Regions from separate parts of the Mus musculus genome. Here region 2 is linked to region 1. The links are chromatin contacts, called in public promoter capture Hi-C maps. All regions are on one chromosome and are shown on one strand. The core of a region is the stretch at or near the end of the contact, and the rest is flanking DNA. Distances in the headings are between cores, read along the strand shown. Region 1 overlaps Gdf5 (growth differentiation factor 5). Region 2 overlaps Phf20 (PHD finger protein 20).

Region 1 (6,559 bases), core at 740-3,239:
CATCAGTGCCTTGGAGAAGGATGGGCTGTTGGGGGCTGAACTGCGGATCTTACGGAAGAAGCCCTTGGACGTGGCCAAGCCAGCGGTCCCCAGTAGCGGGCGGGTTGCCCAACTGAAGCTGTCCAGCTGCCCCAGCGGCCGGCAGCCGGCAGCCTTGCTGGATGTGCGCTCCGTGCCAGGCCTGGATGGATCTGGCTGGGAGGTGTTCGACATCTGGAAGCTCTTCCGAAATTTTAAGAACTCAGCGCAGCTGTGCCTGGAGCTGGAGGCCTGGGAACGGGGCCGGGCCGTGGACCTCCGTGGCCTGGGCTTTGAACGCACTGCCCGACAGGTCCACGAGAAAGCCTTGTTCCTAGTGTTTGGTCGTACCAAGAAACGGGACCTGTTCTTTAATGAGATTAAGGCCCGCTCTGGCCAGGATGACAAGACTGTGTATGAATATTTGTTCAGCCAGCGGCGGAAACGCCGGGCCCCATTGGCCAATCGCCAGGGCAAGCGACCCAGCAAGAACCTCAAGGCTCGCTGCAGTCGCAAGGCCTTGCATGTCAACTTCAAGGACATGGGCTGGGACGACTGGATCATCGCACCTCTTGAGTATGAGGCCTTCCACTGCGAAGGACTGTGTGAGTTCCCCTTGCGCTCCCACTTGGAGCCCACAAACCACGCAGTCATTCAGACCCTAATGAACTCTATGGACCCTGAATCCACACCACCCACTTGTTGTGTGCCTACACGGCTGAGTCCTATTAGCATCCTCTTCATCGACTCTGCCAACAACGTGGTGTATAAACAGTACGAGGACATGGTCGTGGAATCTTGTGGCTGCAGGTAGCAGCACTGGCCCACCTGTCTTCCAGGGTGGCACATCCAGAGACTACCCCCTCCACAGGTTCCTGGAGTAACAGAGAGCCTGTGAAGCTGCTGCCCGAAGTTTCCTGGCAGCCTGCAGGAAAGAGTTCTCAGCAGGCTTACTCTCTGGATGTGATCTGGACTAAAGAGATCACCTTCTGAAGATTCCTGCCCAAGGAACAGACTCTGAGTGGGCCTGGGGCTCAGGAAAGGTGTTCTTAATGAGACTCAGTTCACCATCTCTCCTGCCCGGGGCCTCTTCATTTCTCTCCAGACTCTCCAGAGAAGTTGTAGCTATATCCTAAGCTCTTTAAGGGAGAGCTGTCTCCTCCTTGAATCACCTTTGTGCCTGGTGACTTTCTGCCAAGAGATGTTCATTACAGGGGCTGGGCAAAGAAGGGGAAAGGGCTTGGGCAGGGGTGAAGAGAAGAGTATGAGCCTAATTAGACTGTTAGATTAAAATGTACATCGATGACATAAAAGCTGAATCTTCATGGCTAAAATCGTGGCAGATTTCTTGTTTACTCCAGTGGACCCAGATCTCCCAAAGAGTGGCTATCCCTTGAGAGTGTAAGTAGGGTGCCTGCCTCAGGTATAAACTGTTTCCCAGGCTTGGACTCCACCCCCACTCCTGGGAACCAAAGCAGAATGGGGCAGAGAGTACAGCTGGTCAGAGCCAGTGTTCACCTCTAACCCCATTCCTGATTCTTCCAAAGGCCTATCGGGCCCAGCTCCTTCTGTTCCATTGGGGCCTAGCAAAGAGCTAGAATTTTACATTCCTTAATCAAGTCTCCAAAATGAAGCCTCAGGGGGTAGGGGGTGGGGAGACATGACTTTCTTTTACACCATCTCCATTTCATTCACAGTGCCCCCGAACTACCACAATCACAATCTTGCCTGGGCTTCGTTCAAAGGGCCCTCTACTTTTTTTCCACTGAGAAGTCTGGGCTGCCAAGGGTCTCTACCTCCCTGTGGTGGCATCGCATCTCTACTACTAACCACTGTTTCTCACACATGATCTGGTCTAGGATCCCACTGCTCTCTGGGGCTGCTTGATCACGGCACATCACTGTTCACAAAGCTCAGAGTCAGAAGTGGAGCCGCTCCCTTTACATTGCACATTATGTAAGTGCGCAATTACACACAAATCACTGGGCTCCCCTGCTGACCTCAGACAGACAGAAAATGCCAGGCACATCCTCGCAGTGCTTCCTGCTTGGAACGTGGCCCACCTCAAATGCTCACTTCCTTTTCTTAGCTAGAACCTTTGGGGAGGTGTGGGGCGTGAACTTTTGGAGAGGACAGCTCTCTCTGGGAGGGAAATTTAGACACCTGGATCTCAGAGTGGAGGGCTCAAGGCCAGATTCTACCTGGCTAAAGAGAGACACAAGGATCAGGACAAGTCAGGACAAGTCCAAGTCTCTGGTTCCCACCCATAGGGCCTCAAAATTTTCTCCACCTCTCTCCAGCTGAGGCTTTGATTCCCAGGGCTCCCCGCCAAAGCTGTCTCAAGAGTAGGGATCCCTGCCCAACAATGGGCAGATCTTATGTCCCTTTCCTTTGGGTTGTCAGGACCTGAAGCAAGAGCCCAGTGCAGGGGGCAGCTTTCTTTTGAGCTGTCTCCTTGATTTGGAGGCCATTACCTGTCCCAGAGGAGCCAGGCTGAGTCTGGAACTGAGTTCTCCCTGGCGAGGCTTCGTTGTGTTTGGCTAGTAGTGTGCCTGAGAGCTCTGAGGGTAAACAAAGGAGCTGCCACAGCAGACAGAGGCCTGGTGTGTGAGAGAGGAGAATGAGCCCTGAGGAAGGCGCTGGCGAGGCCAAGGAGACAAGTACGGTTACAGAGAGAGCAGTGTAGGATCGAGGTGGCTAGAAACCTATGGGCCGAGAGACAGCAGGAAGGGGTCACAGGTGGTATTGGCTGCCCCAAGTACTTATTTCTTGGGCTGTGTGTTTCTTGTTTCTTGCAAAGTTCTCCTCGCCTTAGCCCTGGTAGAACATCACCTGAGTCACAGAGCTCTCCATAGCTTGAAGGGTTAGGCTTTGAGTGAGTGGTCATAGCTCTAGCTGAACACCCCAAGAGCTTTCTTTCCCACCCCACACTGCCCTGGACCTCAAAAGAACAACTCAGACTTGACAGCCCCCTTCACCCAACTCTAGAGAACCAATTTGACCATTTTGAGTCTTTAGAGCCCTTCCATTCCAACCTTCAGATCAGGACAACGGCCCCCTCGGAGAACTCTCTCCCTTAGCACTACATCTGGCTGCAGTCACAGGAAGCTGCACGCTTGTGTTCTCCGTTCTTGCTCCAAGAGCTTACTGGGGGCTCTGGAGATGGCTCAGTTGGTAAAGCACTTACCACACAAGCATGAAGACCCCAGCTTTGATTCCCAGCAGTCACAGAAAAAAAAAAACAGTATAGCAGCACCTGTCTGTAATTCTAGTGCTGGGGAGGTAGAGATAGGCAGATAGATCCCTGGAGCTTGCTACCTGGTCTGCCTAGATGACTCTTTGGGCCCCAGGTTTAATGAGAGCCCCTATCTCAAAACATATGGTAGAAAGTGACCAAGGAAGATACCAGATATCAGCAACCTGTGGCCTCTATACGAATAGACATAAACACATACTCCCCCCCCATGTGTACGTGTGCATTTGGATTCTCATGTGCACATATACACACACCCCTCCCTCTCACACACAAAATAATACAGTGTTTCTATTTGACTCCTTAGTTCACACTCTCCTGACCATAATCCCCCAGCTCTGAAAGGTTCAAAAGGTTGTATAGCTTCAAACTTCAGCTTTGTCTTCTGTCGGTTATAGGCCTTGGGGGCTGCAGAGATGGCTCAGCAGTTTAGAGCGCTGGTTGCCCTTGAAGAGGCCCTGAGTTCAGTTCCCAGCACCCACATCAGGTGGTAACAACCACCCATGAGTCCACTCCTGGCCTCTGTGGGTACCTGAACACACGTGTGAATACACACACATGAGTGTGCATGCACACAATACATATAAGTAAAAATAAATCTTAAAAAAACGTTGCAGGTCTTGAACAAGAGATAGATACTGCCATGTAGGCAGATACTCTACAACTGATGATGTATTTGAGGCTGGTCTACAGCCTTTGGGGATTGCATGTACAGCCTGACTTCCCATGTGAGAAAGGAAGGAAGGAAAGGAAGGAAAGAAAATATAAAGGGGGACAAACAATACATTTATTACCTATTTCTTAAAGCTAGCTGTAAGGATATAAAAGACATTCAACCTCGTAGAGTAAGTGGCACAAAGATAGAATTCGTTGAATGTTAATTATTGTTTCATAGTGCCTTAGACTGTCTTAAGTGGGCAGTATAAGGAGTGTGTGTGTATATGTGTGTGTGTGTGTGTGCACGTGCATGCACACATGAGTATGAGCTTTAAATAGCAGGTGTTTGTGTGTGGTACTCATGTTAGCTCTGGCTATCCTGGAACTAGGCTAGGCTGGCTTCACAGAGTCACAGAGATCTGCCTGACTCTGCCTTCCTACTTCTAGGATAAGGTGTATGCTTGGCTCCTAAGAGTACTGTTGACTTTGTTTTTTTTGTTTGTTTGTTTGGTTGGTTGGTTGGTTGGTTTTTTTTGTTCCAGATTGGAAGTTGATACCTAGAGGGGTGGCAGAGGGGCACATCTCCTGCAGGCCCCCTCATTCTTTTTTGTTTGTTTGTTTTTTGAGGCAGGGTTTCTCTGTGTAGCCCTGGCTGTCCTGGAACTCACTTTGTAGACCAGGCTGGCCTCAAACTCAGAAATCCACCTGCCTCTGCTCCCCAAGTGCTGGGATTAAAGGCGTGCACCACCACCGCCCGGCTAGGCCTCCTCATTCTTATACCCACTCTTCTCGGCCCCTGAATCCACTGACCCCTGTCTTGGCCAGCAATGGAGTCACCTCCCTGGCTTGGCTCCCTGGCCCCAAAAGTGTCTCCTTAGGGACACACCGTGCTGTGAATTCCTTGGGAAAATAGCAGAGCAGAGTTTAGGGCAGGAAACATGAGAGGCCCAGAGGGGAGGGAAGGAGGGCTGCTTCCAGCACTGCGCTCCTCATCGCTGGGCCCTTTCCACATCCTGTGTCCCAGGGTCACAACAGGAGAAAGAGCTTCTCCCAGGCTAGGACACACAACCTCAGGAAGCCATACAGCCTTCATTCCCACTCAGCTGGCTCTCCTGATCTGAGTACATATATGCTGGAGCACAGTAGGGATAGTCACATGAATGGGAATCAGGAAGTCCAGGCCCTGCTTCTGCCACTATCCAGCTAAGTGGCCCAGGCCAAGTTAGTTAACCTCTCCATGCCTCAGTTTCCCTGTCTGTAAAAAAGGGATAATCTAAAAGTTATAAATCTGAGGCTTGAGAGATGGCTTGGTTGTTAAAGGGACTTGCTGCTCTTGTGGAAGGATTGTGTTTGTCTCCCAGCACCCACAGAGCAGCTCACAACCATCTATAACTCCAGTTCCAGAGGAGGCAGCATCCTTTCATGTGGTATACATACTAAGTACTATACATATGTATGTACATATGGAAACACTCATGCCCATGAAATAAATATATATGACTCTTGAAAATTTGCAAGCCTGCAGATTCAGGATATGAGGGTATTCATGCATTTCACCAATCCTTGATTTAGTCGTTCATTCATTGATTAGTGAATAGCTATTGAAGGTCCAGTCTGGCACAGACACTGTACTGAGTGTCAACATAATATTAAGTCAGAAGCATGGCAGATGTTTACCAAGGGCTTCTCTTCATCCTTACAATGTTCTTAAGGGCCATGCATAAATGGAAAAGAAGACAAAGAACCCACAGGGGGTTGGGATAAGGAAGGCTAGGTGAGAACAGATGAAATAGAACAGGAAACAAAACAAAACAAAACAAAACCCCATCTATCCGTTTAAACCCATGGACCGACTCCATAAGAAAATATAGGATCTGAACAAGTGTAATTTCACTAACTTCAGACTGAAGGAAGATGGCATTGTAGGGGGTTGTGAAGCCTGTGGAATTAATGGAATATAGCATGGCTGCCTGAATGCTAATATGAGTGTGAGCTTCAGGACTCAGGCAGTAGTTCGTAGTTCAGAGGTGGAATGGCTTGCCAGGCATGTGCACGGCTCTGGGATTGAACCCCAATGCTGCAAAAAGAAAAGAAAAAAAGAAAAACAAAAGCAGTGCTCATTATGTGAATACGTCAGCACACCTGGTTTCAACACACACACACACACACACACACACACACACACACACACACACACACACACACACACAAGACAATGGTAGTGAGAAGTCTAGAAATAATGCCTTACGAGATTCAGCTGAGACATTGCAGCCTTTAGGAGCCAAAGGGAGGAGAGATGCAATCAAAACATGCAGCCCCAGAGGCCAGAACAAGGCACTAAGAGATGCAAATCCAATTGCAGTGGGATGGGACCAAGCAAGGTGCAGAACCCTATCATCCTTAATTCTCATAACTAACCCTACAACATAGCTGCTGTAACCGTCATCCTATAGATGAGTTACTGTATCACACTGCTCCCTAGGCAGATTTTGGAATGCTTTTCCTTTTTTGCTTTTTCCTCTCTCCCTGACACAGGGTTCCTCTGTATATCCCTGGCTGTCTTAGAACTCACTCTGTAGACCAAGGCTGGTCTTGACCTCAAGAGATCCTTCTGTCTGCCTCCCATGTGTT
Region 2 (6,479 bases), core at 1,198-3,697, 340 kb before region 1:
ATTTTTGTTGGCAAAGAAAGCAGGTGGCTCTGTGCATTCATACCTTTTGACAGGTTCTGTACGATAATACCATAACAAAGTACTTTACAGGTATATGAAAGAGTAACTTTCTCCACTCTGAAGCAATGAAAAACAATCCAAGAAAAACCAAACAGATTTCAATTCAAAATACCAGCCAAATCTTAAAACTATATAGCATTTCCATTTTTTAATTTAATTAATCTATTTGTTTATTTTTGGTTCTTCAAGACAGTTTCTCTGGGTAATCCTTGTCCTAGAACTCACTCCTAGACCAGGCTGGCTTCAAACTCAAAGATCTGCCTGCCTCTGCCTGTCAAGTGCTGGGGACTAAAGGAGTCACAACCACCCATAAGAGATGGCTGTAATTTTTTCTTTTTTCTTTTTTTTTTTTGTTTTTTCGAGACAGGGTTTCTCTGTGTAGCCCTGGCTGTCTTGGAACTCACTCTGTAGACCAGGCTGGCCTCGAACTAAAAAATCCGCCTGCCTCTGCCTCCTGAGTGCTGGGATTAAAGGAGTGACACCACCATGAGAGATGGCTGTAACTTTTTCTTTATGAGATACAGTCTGGCCATGAGCTTGTGACCCTCCTGAGAGCAGGATGCCAGGTGTGTGCTACCTTTTCTGGTTTATGTGGTGCTGAGGTTTAAACAGTATTCCTCCAAGCTAAGCACACACTCTACCTACTGTATCATGTAATTTTAAACAACCATGAAAGAGAATAGAGGCTAGATAGAGCACATGTGAGGCTGCTGTTCCAATCTCAGAAGAGACTACAATGGAAGAGCCAGGTATAATGACTCAAGTCTATAACCCAGCACTTAAGAGACTGAGACAGGAGGTTTGCCATGAATTTAAATGAAACCTGGAATGCAGATTAAGACCCTGTCTAACATAAACCAACCGTTAAGGATTTCAGGGGGTCCAGATCAGTTGACAGCTGCCTGGCTGCTCTGCAAAGCCTTCATCCAGCTCCCAACACTGAATACACTAAGCTCTGGTGGCCAACAGTCACAGCACAATGGAAGGAGACAGGAGGATCAGGAGTTGAAGATATTTTCATCTATACAAGTTCCAGGACAATGTAGGATACAAGAGACCCTGTCTCAGAATTAATTAAAAATTATAAAGGGGCATTGTGCTTTTTCCTGTCAACGTTAGAACAATGTATACTAAGAAAACAGATACAACAGTGAGGCCGCACCTGCTTGTAATCCCAGGACCTGGGAGAGATGCAGGGCAATGGTGGGTTTGGTTTTGTAGCTGGTTGGGGGCTATAAAGGGAGGCAGTCTCGCAGTATCTCTCTGTCTCCCCCCCCCCCCAACTACGAAAGCACAGGAGCAGCCAGAGGAGAAGGACCCACTTGAGGAGTCCTAGGTGGCTTTATCGGTGTCTGCACCACTTCTGTCCTGTCAGCTGTCACTCCACCACATTCTGTCCTCACAGAAGGAAGTAACAGAAATCCTACCTACTAACTGCTGTTGATGTTAAACTCACTGGGTAGCCCAGGATAGCCTCAAACTCACTGTTACCCTCCAGCCTTAGCCTCCCAAAGTGCTGGCATTATGAGTGTGTAAGCCACCATGTTACTCTTCTTTCTTCTATATTTACAACATTTTCATAGACCTGAGATAATTTCAAATAAGACTTACTTAAAAATGCACACAGTTGCAGGCTGGAGAGATGGCTCAATGATTAAGAGCACTGACTGCTCTGCCAGAGGTTCTGAGTTCAATTCCCAGCAACCACATGGTAGCTCACAATCCGTAACGTAATCTGATGCCCTCTTCTAGTGTGTGTCTAAAGACAGCTTCAGTGTACTCATATAATAAATAAATAAATCTAAAAAAAAAAAAAAAAGAAAAAGAAAAGTACACAGGGCCGAGGGTGCTAACTCGGTGGTGCACCTTGCTTGGCTTGTACAAAGCCCTGGGTTCGATCTAGCACTATACAAGAAAAAGGCATAGCTGGGAGTATAGCTCAGTAGCAGAGTGTGTGCTCAGTAGGAGTAATCTGTGGTTCAGTCCTTAGCATTAGAAAAAATATAATATACATATATGAACACATGTATACACAACTGTCTATGCTCAGAAAAAATACCTAGAAGTCCAACAAGATGGCTTGGTTGGTAATGGCACTTGCTGTGTACACCTGACAATGTGATTTTGATTCCCAAAACATAAATAAAAAGTAGAAAGAAAGAAATTATTCACAAGGTTGTCCCCTGACCTCCAGGCATCTGGTTCCAGTGAACACTGCCTGGCTCTTGCCCAGAATATAGATTTCTACATACACACAAAGCAAATGAGAGCATGACCATCTATTCCACAAGATGGCAGTGCTGCCCCTGCTGGTGAGTCCTCTCTGAACTTGAAGTGTTGCCTCCAACAGCTGCTTTCTCATTTCTAGGGGCATGACTCCACCTAGGTTTAGAAACAACAAGGCTGTGGCAGCAGCCTGGAGAACAGTCACTGCCCAGTGGCGGAGCCGCTCCTGCTCTCTGTGGCTGTTTTGCTGACAACCCAGCCCATTTCCTGCCCACTTATATAAGGCATTCCTGGCTCAAGTGTCTTTAGCAGCCTTCTTACCAGCAATCTTTCTGTATCATCTGTATTCCCACAAACCCTTTATTCCAAAACAAACCCCAGAAATATTATTTTGCTTCAAGGACGACATACCTCTCCTTTTTAGCTACAGAATTACAAAGGTGACCTTCTTCCCCAGTCCTAATCACTGACTGCACGCTGCCCCTTCTAGGAGTAAAGGCACTACTGTGATAAGTGCCTGGGAGGAGGTGGCCCTGCCCCTCACTGTACCAAGTTCCTCAAGGCAGCACTCTGCTCTCTTCTTTCCCATGGTGTCCTCAGCAGTTCAGCAGCAGCAGGGAGGATACAGAGGGAAGGAGGGCAGGATATGGGAACAAACTAATAAGCCATAGTTTGGCTGAGTTGCTTCTTTGTCTACTGTGAAGTTAGATTAACTTGAAAGTCAAGAACTCCACAGATTCCTCAAAGCAAATGGCTGAGACTGAGAGCAACTTCCCTGCTTAGCCTTAACCCACTTAGGAAACCTGCAAACTAAGTCAGAAACCACATTATCTGAGAGTCTCCTGGGCTACACAGTGCTTCCCCCCCACCTCCAAATGTCTGCCTGCCACCCACCTTCCCAGGTCCTTCTTCCAACCCTGCCTAAACACTAAGTCCACAAAGTTCTGTAAACTGAATAGCTTCTGGCACACAGGAAGGGCTCAGAGAGTGAGTTCTGAGTTCAGTTCCTCCACAGCAGGTACACATGGCTTATTCAATAAAGGTTTGTGGACTCCACATTTTGATTATCCATTCTGTTGGACAGACACAACTTCCTAAAGAAAAATGATTATACATCTGTGACTCTCTATTCAAGAAACAGAACAAGGCATGGAAGATTATGCCTGCAATCCCAGTACATGTAGACTGAGACAGAAAAATTGTTTAGGGATAGTAGGCCCTGTCTCAACAAACAAAAAGCATTTAAAAAAACAAAATGCAAAACCCCTTAAGTTTGAAGGATAGAACTCTTCTAGGTGTTATAGTAAACAGACCTAGTTAACTTACCAGTGCAACACTTACTACTAAAACTCTAGTGACAAGGACCTTTCTGTTCACTTTAGAGCAGACAACCAGCCACCAAGACTATGTAAGTTACAGCTACAGGTCAAGGCCCCACATGAGTCTGTTCATTGTTCCATGTTCCATGCAGAACATTCACAAATAAGAATGGTTTAGAATAAAGTCTGGAGCATGCATATAACATCTCCCCATTAAATGAACAGATGGGCAACACAACACATACACAGAAAAAAAGGTGACTGCTAAAGCAACTATAAAGTTCTAGAAAGTTAGGAGAAATTGGTTAGAATCAAAACAAGAGACACAAAACAGGTTACTTCTTTTTAAGTGACCAATAAAACTGGTAACTCCATAGCCAAAATACCAAAAGAGAATATGTAACAAAATCAGAAATGAATGGAGCATAGCATTAGTCTTAGCACTGAAAGCAGAGGCAGGCAGAGCTCTGTGAGTTCAGGGCTAACCTGATCTACAGAGTGAGTTCCAGGACAGCCAGAGCAACCATCATTATTGAGAGTCTGTCTCTGCCTCTTTCTTTTCATACACACACACACACACACACACACACACACACACACACACACACACATACACACACGAAAAGAACCCCTGCAGAAGACTCAAAAGCACTTCCCACGTGAAGTGGGTCACAAACTACCTGGAGGTTTTCTGGAGGTTTTTTGTTTTTGTTTTTGTTTTTTGGGTTTTTTTTTTTTTTGACAGAGCCTCACTGTGATACCCTGGAAATGAGGCTGGCCTCAAACTTATTAAGATGTTTCTACTTCTGCCTCTCAATATGGAGAGTACAGTTGTGGAGGCCTTTAAGTATTAAAAAAAACAAACAAAAAAAACTATTGAAAACGCACTTAAAAAAACTTGCAAAGCAAAAGAACAAAGCACATAATAAAGCTTGACTAAGTTAACTGTACATACACACCTTCAACAGTTGAAACTTCCTGCACCTCAGCAAGAGGAGAAACAGGTTCTGTTTTCATCGTGTTTTCTCCCATTGACTTGCAATTCAACTCCAAATCTGCTGCCCCCAGGCCATCCCCAATGGGGTGGCAAGTTAATGCAGAAGAGACCTGGCCAGCTTCCAATGGAGACTTCAACTGACCTAGAGGAAGAAATAAAGAAAGAATGCTTGGGAAACAAATATGTATGCAATCTGGAAGTCAAGAGTTCTAAAACAGACAAGAAAGCCAGAGAACCCCTGCAGAAGACTCAAAAGCACTTCCCACGTGAAGTGGGTCACAAACTACCTGTAACTGCAAATCCAGGGCATCCAATCCCCTTCTGCAGATACTGGAACAGATACATATAGACACATTAAAAAGAATGAATGAACTGGGGCTGGTGAGATGGCTCAGAGGTTAAGAGCACTGACTGCTCTTCCAAAGGTCCTGAGTTCAAATCCCAGCAACCACATGGTGGCTCACAACCATCTGTAATGAGATCTGACGCCCTCTTCTGGAGTGTCTGAAGACATCTACAGTGTACTTACATATAATAATAAATAAATAAATCTTAAAAAAAAAGAATGAATGAACAAAAGAGTCACAGAGACAGGGAGGGAGGGAGGGAGGGAGGGAGGGAGGGAGGGAGGGAGGGAGGGAGGGAGGAAACCAAAAGCAAAAAGGACTAAGATTCGTGGTCTTTAATTCCAGCACTTGAAAGGCAGAGGTGGGTGGATCCCTGTTAGTACAAAGCTCACCTATCTACACAGAGAGTTTCAGGCAAACTTGAGCTACAAAGTGGGATCCTGACTCAAAACAAACAAATTAACAAACCACCAAAAACCAAACATTTTTTTTAAAAAAGGGGTGGCAAGATGCTTCTAAGCCAGAGAACCTGTAGTTAAACTCCAGTCAGTACCCTCTCAACAGAGTCCCACAAGTTATCTTCTGGCCATATGTACGGTGGCACATGTGCATGCATGCATGCATGCATACATACATACATACGTGCAAAAACATTAAACAAAATGTTTGGGGTTTTTTTGTTTTTTGGTTTTTTTTTTTTTTTTTTTTTTGGTTTTTCGAGACAGGATTTCTCTGTATAGCCCTGGCTGTCCTGGAACTCACTTTGTAGACCAGGCTGGCCTTGAACTCAGAAATCTGCCTGCCTCTGCCTCCCGAGGGCTGGGATTAAAGGCGTGAGCCATCATGCCCGGCAAAATGGTACCTGAAAGAGAAGAGGAGAAGAGGAGAGGAGAGGGAGAGGGAGAGGGAGAGGGAGAGGGAGAGGGAGAGGGAGAGGGAGAGGGAGAGGGAGAGGGAGAGGGAGAGGGAGAGGGAGAGGGAGAGGGAGAGGGAGAGAGGGAGAGGGAGAGGGAGAGGGAGAGGGAGAGGGAGAGGGAGAGGGAGAGGGAGAGGGAGAGGGAGAGGGAGAGGGAGAGGGAGAGGGAGAGGGAGAGGGAGAGGGAGAGGGAGAGGGAGAGGGAGAGGGAGAGGGAGAGGGAGAGGGAGAGGGAGAGGGAGAGGGAGAGGGAGAGGGAGAGGGAGAGGGAGAGGGAGAGGGAGAGGGAGAGGGAGAGGGAGAGGGAGAGGGAGAGGGAGAGGGAGAGGGAGAGGGAGAGGGAGAGGGAGAGGGAGAGGGAGAGGGAGAGGGAGAGGGAGAGGGAGAGGGAGAGGGAGAGGGAGAGGGAGAGGGAGAGGGAGAGGGAGAGGGAGAGGGAGAGGGAGAGGGAGAGGGAGAGGGAGAGGGAGAGGGAGAGGGAGAGGAGAGGAGAGGAGAGGAGAGGAGAGGAGAGGAGAGGAGAGGAGAGGAGAGGAGAGGAGAGGAGAGGAGAGGAGAAGAGAAGAGAAGAGAAGATAAGAGAAGAGAAGAGAAGAGAAGAGGCCTTGCACCCA

The links. Capture Hi-C pulls out chosen DNA fragments and counts their contacts.
Region 2: a promoter capture Hi-C map of adipose tissue shows a contact between it and region 1. The contact joins two enhancer-like sites. A contact is called at or near these places in 3 of 39 promoter capture datasets (the C10 cell line, hematopoietic stem and progenitor cells and pre-B cells), 1 of 484 Hi-C or Micro-C datasets (pre-B cells) and 2 of 9 other capture datasets (adipose tissue and liver).

The regions. Positions count from the first base shown.
Region 1 is chr2:155,935,816-155,942,374 of GRCm38.p6, reverse strand. It overlaps Gdf5 (growth differentiation factor 5), which reads left to right. Exons shown (of 2, transcript NM_008109.3): 2 at 1-1,352. The coding sequence ends at 832. Among named protein-coding and RNA genes, the nearest start is that of Gdf5, 6.3 kb to the left of the region's middle. Within about 2 kb of position 1,989, at least 24 of the 459 cell types and tissues checked have an H3K27ac peak or open chromatin away from gene starts, as enhancers often do. A contact at or near this core is called in adipose tissue, where this site is marked.
Region 2 is chr2:156,274,754-156,281,232 of GRCm38.p6, reverse strand. Phf20 (PHD finger protein 20) reads right to left here. Exons shown (of 18, transcript NM_172674.2): 9 at 4,565-4,744. Among named protein-coding and RNA genes, the nearest start is that of Cnbd2, 34 kb to the left of the region's middle. Within about 2 kb of position 2,447, at least 170 of the 459 cell types and tissues checked have an H3K27ac peak or open chromatin away from gene starts, as enhancers often do. A contact at or near this core is called in adipose tissue, where this site is marked.